Linked DNA regions of Sus scrofa: region 2 is linked to region 1. A link is a contact called in public targeted proximity ligation data. All regions are on one chromosome and are shown on one strand. The core of a region is the stretch at or near the end of the contact, and the rest is flanking DNA. Distances in the headings are between cores, read along the strand shown. Region 1 overlaps CPQ (carboxypeptidase Q). Region 2 has its middle 69 kb from the start of CPQ.

Evidence for each region.
Region 2: a contact with region 1 is called in a targeted proximity ligation map of alveolar macrophages. A contact is called at or near these places in 1 of 47 Hi-C or Micro-C datasets (fetal skeletal muscle) and 1 of 2 datasets of targeted methods (alveolar macrophages).

Annotation. Positions count from the first base shown.
Region 1 is chr4:39,689,434-39,692,950 of Sscrofa11.1, reverse strand. All of the region lies in intron 3 of CPQ (carboxypeptidase Q), which reads left to right. Among named protein-coding and RNA genes, the nearest start is that of CPQ, 160 kb to the left of the region's middle.
Region 2 is chr4:39,923,198-39,926,714 of Sscrofa11.1, reverse strand. No RefSeq gene overlaps it. Among named protein-coding and RNA genes, the nearest start is that of CPQ, 69 kb to the right of the region's middle.

The DNA of each region.
Region 1 (3,517 bases), core at 336-2,835:
TCTATATTTGTTGTTATCGATCATCACAGTTAATATAATGCCAAGTAAGTATTGGATGGTTGTCTAAAATAACCTGAAAAAGTTTAGTGAGAAACATTGGGGAGGGATTGGGATTGGGCATAGAAAATTCAGCAGTCTCGGAAAGCAGCGGTACTTTTCTTCACTGAGCCCTGTTAAATTGAAAGATTGTGTTCCAGCAGCCAAGGAAAAGAGCAGCTATACGAATCATTTCTTATGATCTAAAGTTCATTAGCTACTCCATTTAGCTGTTAATGTTGTGAGGCCATCGGTGTAAATAAATGTGTTATTTGGTAATGGACCTGTTTTCTTAACAATTATAATATATTGTTCTCTCCAAATGCTATCATTTAACTCTGGCATTCTGCTAATTAGTCAGCAGATCAGCCTTCAGTGTGGTTTCAGTATCTCATCCTCTCATCACATTTTTCTATTAAAACATATGGAGTTGGTGTCATGGGCTAAATTCTGCCCCTCCCCGCCACCCGACGCCATTGAGGTCCTTACACCCCAGTACCTCACAAGGTGACTGTATTTGGAAACAGGGCCTTTAAAGGGGTGATTAAGTTCAAATGAGGCCTGATTTTGACCCCCAATCTAATTGATGTCTTATAATAAGAAGAGTTTGGGGCACACGGAGAGACACCAGGGGTGCCTGCTCACATAGGGACAGTCGTGTGAAGAGACAGAGAAGGAGGCCATCCGCAAGCCAAGGAAATTGGCCTCAGGAGGAACCAGACCTGCTGGCACCTTGACCTTAACCTCACAGCCTGTGAGAAAATAAATTTCTGTTGGTGAAGCCAGCTACTCGGTGGTATTGTGCGACGGTGGCCTCATCAGACTAACACTCTTGGCACTGAGGAGCAAAATTCACTTGGGACTTTCTGATTTTATGTTATTCCTTGTAGTTTATAAAGCACTTACCACACACCTCATTTGAACCTCACCCAGTCCTATAAAATAAGTGTTATTATTTACTCCATTTCTCAGAAGAAGCATTTGGGGTCAGAGAGTCCATACAAACACAGAGCTGCTCAGAGGGCGGGCGGAATTTGAAGCCAGGCTACTTGATTTCAGTCTCCTCTTTTCTCTCCCCGTTACCATGAGTGTAGCGTGTGCACCTGCCTCTTCTTTTGTAGTTTAGGCACCAGATTTGGTAGAAGAGAGTTTTGATACGTTACCACTGGCAGGTTACCATGGGTGACTGCGGATTTCTGCCTAACACTGGGGTGAAGCAAACAGCAAACTTTGCCAAATCCAAAGAGTGTATTTTTACTTAGGACTCAGCCTCCAGCATCTAGTGCCTTTCAGTTTGCTGTCACTGTCCCACTGAACATGAAGCACGTAATAGCGACATGTCTATTGGTGTGTTTTATTTGGAAAGCCATTCCATGTGCTTAGATCAACTTTTTACTTGTTTATTCCTTCCATAAGTTCATGTGGAGCACCTGTTAGGAGCCGTGGGTTTGGATCTCAGTTTCTAAAGTAGGCAGGGGTCAACGCGCTCGGCATGGAGGGATGTGGCTGAACAGAACACAGCTGGCTCTTGAGGCAAGAGGGTTCTCCTTTCTGTGAGCTTACATTATTGCATCATTGCTGAGCTGAAAATACACCGTCCCCCACCCGCAAGTTAAACTCTCAGCATTCTTCTTCATTCTCAGAAACAGGCCTATGGAAATTTGAAAAAGCGTGCCTCAAAATAATATAGTCAGCAATCTGATAGAACTAGTCTTATGCCATCTTAGTGTATTGTCATAGGCATTCATAATTAAAGTTGTAACAGTTTATTCCTCTATGGAAATATCTTGGGGGACAAAGTAACTAGGCAGGAAGGGGACATTCAAGTAGCAACTTTGATTTGGGATTTCTTTCCTATTATTTTTAGGCTCCAATTGAAAAGAAGTTTTTGTGTTTTATATTTTTTTCACCAAAAATTTTACTGCCAGAAATGGAAAATGCTCCTATTTCTTTCCTAAGAGTAGCAATAATTTTGGTCGTCATATTTTTAAATTAATTTTTTTTTAATTTAAGAAACCTTTGTTATTCTTGTTTGACAGCAGAGTCTGTAACTTTAATTCTCTGGCCATCTAATTAGAAAGATGTTTCCTAACTATGATCAGCATTGGAATTGGTCCAGAGCCCATATTTATAAAACAGTAACTATGACAACCCATTCTTCCTAACCAGGATCAACCCTTAATACTTTCCCAACTGTCTGTTTTACAAGATGACATAAGTAGAGGGTTTGGAGGAAAAAAAAAAAACAGCTTTGGGTGATAATCAAAATGCTTTTTGCAAACAGAGCCTTTAAATCTGTTTGTTCAGCAGCATGTGATTCGGACAGTGGGAGTTCATCAGACTGCAAGGATTAACCCTCTAATTTGTTTCTATTTTTCCTTTTGGAAGGGGATAGACCGCTGTGAATTCCATGTACTCAGCCTGAGCTGCCAAACAGGATTGGAAACTGACTAGTGGCCGAAACATGAGGCAGAGATAATCCATTATTTTCCTGTTCCTCATGACCTTATGTAATAGGGTTTTGTTTGGTTTAAAAAGAAGTAAAAATATATTACAACTTTCAAACCCATGTCCCTCCGAGCCTGAAAGGCTTCTATGTATTTCATCCTTTTCTGCTTAAATAGAATGATACTACTGATCGATAATAATTTTAACCAAATTCCTTACAGTGATCTCCAGTACAGAAAGGGCTCTTAGGTGAATACTTATCACAGATCACAATACACTTGAAAAGCCAATTTGTTTAGGTGAATGTGTCCGTGATTGGTCTTGATGAGACCACTGCACGGGGTGCAGAGGGCTCAGTGTCCAAGGCAGGGTCAGAACAGGCCTCTGATGCTCGATTGGATGATACATCCCATAAAGTTAGCTGACCTTCACAATTGCAGTAGTGGCAGGGCTCTGCAATGGAGACTGCTTCTTACCATTGACCCCTCTCCTCAGTCCATGTCCATCTGTCTCAGGGAGAATAAATTCCTTATGGGGATAGTGGAGTTCAAAGTGCTGTCTCTCCCAGCCTCTCCCAGAGCAGGCCTATCTTTCTTTGGCCAGAAGTAAGTAGAAAGTAGTAGGCTGCAGACTTTTGGACAAGATCTCCAGGTGTTATTGCCACTGGATGCATCTTAGCCCTGACTCAGCTGTGGGGACAGGACTTCTCCATCAAAATCATACCAAACAGCTTAGTGGCACAGGGCATACTCAACCAGGTTGACTTTCTTTTAGCCTTTCTTCCCTTGGATTCTATATTATCCTCACTTGATTTTTTTTGTTTATTTGTTTATAGATCATCTCTCTGGAAATCAGCATTCTAATCTGAAGGTTAAAAGTAACACATTAATATTAAACTGAAATTGTTACGATTATGATGCAACATGGAAAACACAGGATCCTGGCCCTGTGTAGTCAAGGTGCATATCAAAGGACTACCTTTAGTGAGCCCAAACTTTTGCATCTTCCCATATACAGAAAGTGCTTCCCATAT
Region 2 (3,517 bases), core at 370-2,869, 230 kb before region 1:
CAAGCCCTGCCAACTCACAGATTCCCCACTTCCCCCTCCAAACACTGGCCACTGAAGCCTGGAGTGGGAAGTGGGGGGAGGTCCCCGGGACGCCGAGCACCTCTCTACCTGTAGGGTGGGGAGGGGAGGAAAGGAGACCAGGGTCCCTCCCTCTCTAAGCCCCGACCTGAGGTGGGGCTGGCCCTGGGGAAATGGAAGGAGAGCTCTAAACTGCATGAGAAACAGGACTCTAAAAAATAAATAGGTTTTGAGTCTTAAAAACTGGAATGATATTCTTTCAATAACTGAAAGTGATCAGGAAGTTGTAGAATCTGCCCAGATGTTATTAAGGGGCTGAAAGATATGATGCCTTGTAGCCCAAGAGGCAGGAGGGATGAGAGAAAATAAAACCATTTCAAGTGTGTGTTCCCTAGAGTGCAGACCATGGCAATTGCCTGGTTATGTGCAATGCAGTAGGAAGGCTATGGATATTAAAGTCAGGCTGACTTGGGTTTTGGGTCCTTGCTCAGCCACATTCTTTGCACATGATTTTTGGCAAATTACTTTTTGCACAGTTTCCTTAACTGTGAAATGGGGATAGTTTGTAACAACAGCCTTTCCGAGATTTGGGGCAAGATTAAGTGCAATCCGTTCTGGGACGTGTCTAATGTGATGGCTGCAGCATAGCTCCTTGAAAGGGAGAATGAACGATTACTATAACGCTAGACAGATGTGGTAAGTCAAGGACTAATGGCCAGAGTAGCTGTCGGATGTCATTTGCAGTAGTTGGACGTATCGAATTTGCTAAGTATTTGATGTTTTCTGAATCCCAAGCTCTCCTTTTCAGTGAAGGCAGTAGATTTTCAAAGCATTCTTCTGCTCAATTTGGAAGTTTAGATGTGTCTAACTGGAATCTAATATGATGAAGACCGTGAAAAAGGGCCTCTTGTCTTGATCAGAAAGATGAGGACGCTCCAAAGAGGAGATCTGAGGCAGGGTTTCTGCCAGCCTCTGAATGCGCCACACACGCTTCACTGGGAAGACCTCTGAATGACATACTCTTGGCCTTGGGAGTGCATCCTTGGCAACCTTGGCAGGAAGGGGTTTTCATGTTGCCAGCTCGGGGCTGGCTTGAGTGTCTCTCTCCCGACCCTTCCTTGTCCCCCACCCAAGGAACTTTTGTTTGTGTGATGGCCATTGTATCTCTTCCCTCCTACTTTTGTTGGCCCTGGCCCAGCCTTCCTTGCCACATCCTCCAAGCTCAGACATGCATGTGGGAGCTTTGCTTGGAGAAGGCCTCCGCCTTGACGTTATCATTCTCATGGGGTTCCTCATCTCTCTTTACTTTGGAACCTTGCTTCCCTGGTGACCCACTGAAAACCGAAGTAATGCTGGCAAGAAGGTGATGCTCTACTTCCTTGCTGGCATGAGAAGGGGCAGTTGCAGAGCCGCGGAGTTAACAAGAAGGCTCCTTCTGCCTGTGGATGGTCGGTTTGTCCTTGGCAGCCAGTGTTGGGTATACGGTAGAGAAGGGTGCTCCTTCCAGAAGCTGTCCAGTCTGTGCTTGAAGGAAGTGCTGTCTTCATTCTGGAATGAGAGCTACTTGCCTGTAGAATAAACTTGGCCTCTGGTCAGCAGACTTATTGTGGGCGGAGGAGCTTTCAACACGCTGTGTGGGCCTCCAGGGGGGTGTGTGGCACAGGCGGGAAGGAAGTGATGAGGAAGAAGAAAAAGGATGGGGAGGGAAGGGGAGAAGAGGGAGGGAGGTGGCTGAGAGCTGCAGCTACTGAGGACCCATCACACATTTTTACTGAAAGAGTGATGATGTCCCAGTACTTTGTGTTTATGAATTTATTTTGATAGCTAACACTTTAAATACTGCTTCCTGTGTGTCAGGCATTGCACCAAACGCTTTATTTGTGTTAACTCTTCATCTTCACTCCACACCTAGAGGTAGGTAGTATAATTATCATCATTTCAGAGAAGGGGAAACAGATATGGAGCCATGAAGTAATTTTTTTTTTTTTAAGATCACACAGCTAGTAAGTGGTACAGCCAGGAATTATATCTTCATTTTCTTTTTCTTCTTTTTCTTTTCGCCACAGCTGTGGCAATGCTGGATCCTTTACCCACTGTGCTGGCTGAGATCAAACCCGTGGCTCCCCAGGGACCCAAGCTGATGTAGTTGGATTCTTAACCCACTGCACCACAGCAGGACCTACTTCTTTTTCTTTTACTCGTCTTTTTTCTTTTCCTTCCTTTTCTTTTCTTCTCTCTCCCTTTCCTTTCTTCTCTTTTTCCTTCCCCTCCTTTCCCTTTCCTTCTCTCTTCACTCATACTGTAAACAAGTGTCTTTTTTTTTGTGGTGATCTATTTGTGCCACATTTTTCACATCTTGGTGCTTTTTGGGGGGTGATGACACTGTTTAAAACGGTCCTCAGGTGCAGTGCTGAAGTGCTGCCCAGTGTTGCTAAGCACAGGAAGGCCCTGATGTACCTTATTGGAAAGTAGCATGTGTTAGATAAGCTCTGTTCAGGCCTTTGAGTTATAATGCTGTTGTCAGTAAGTTCAATGTTAAGGAATCAATAGATGTTAAATACGGTGTCTTTAAAAGGAACACATATAAAATAAGGTTATGTATTGATAAGTAGACAAAAATGTTGTAACCAGAGGTTCACAGGAATCTAGCCTTGTATTTCCTTAGGAGCCATGGTTCAGTATTCTATAGTTTAGTGTTTATGGGGACTTTATAGAATAAAGCAACTGCTGTGAATAATGAGTCCTGATTATATATCTTTTTCTGGCAAAGATGATATAAATATCTCCTTGCCATCTAAGTTTGGCTAGATGTACAGCCATCTCTCTGAGAAGTGTGGTCAATTTGCTGAACACTGCCACTGTACAGGTTTTGTTTTCTCAGTTCTTAAGATCTCATACACAGCATCGTACATGGCGCCTGGGCAAGTGGTTGGTGCTCATTAAATGCTTATTGAATGAATGAGTGAATAAATGAATGCTTCATATCTCTAAGATAACCCAAGCTCGTATTCTTAAGAAAAACATGACTGGACCTGGGTGTCAATATCTCCTTTCTTTTTAAGTAAGTCAGAAAACCTTTAAGTTGCCTTCTAGTTGATCATGAACTACTTAGTGAGCACTGGCTATTGAGATTTTCTGAGTGGTATTTTATAGTTTGCTATACAGATTGTTTATTCCCTTAGTCCCATCTGATATGATTAAGGTGTATTCATCTTGGGTAAGAGTGCCCTCTTGACTTATCAAGAGCACTTTGGTTTGTTGTTGTCATTGTTGGCTTTTCATTTTTAAAAATTTTGGCATATGCACACTGTGGGATATGGAATGAGCACGGTACTGTCTCCTTTGGGCTTGTTCCAAACCCAGCCACTCTATCACAGCACGTTTTATTGTCCCCAAAACATTATCTGAAATTACCTTGCTTTTGGGGGGGGGTCTGTTTGCTTATTTTCTGTCTCTCTTCATATAAGTATGTAGTCCAAGAGAGCTTTTGTTTTTTCTG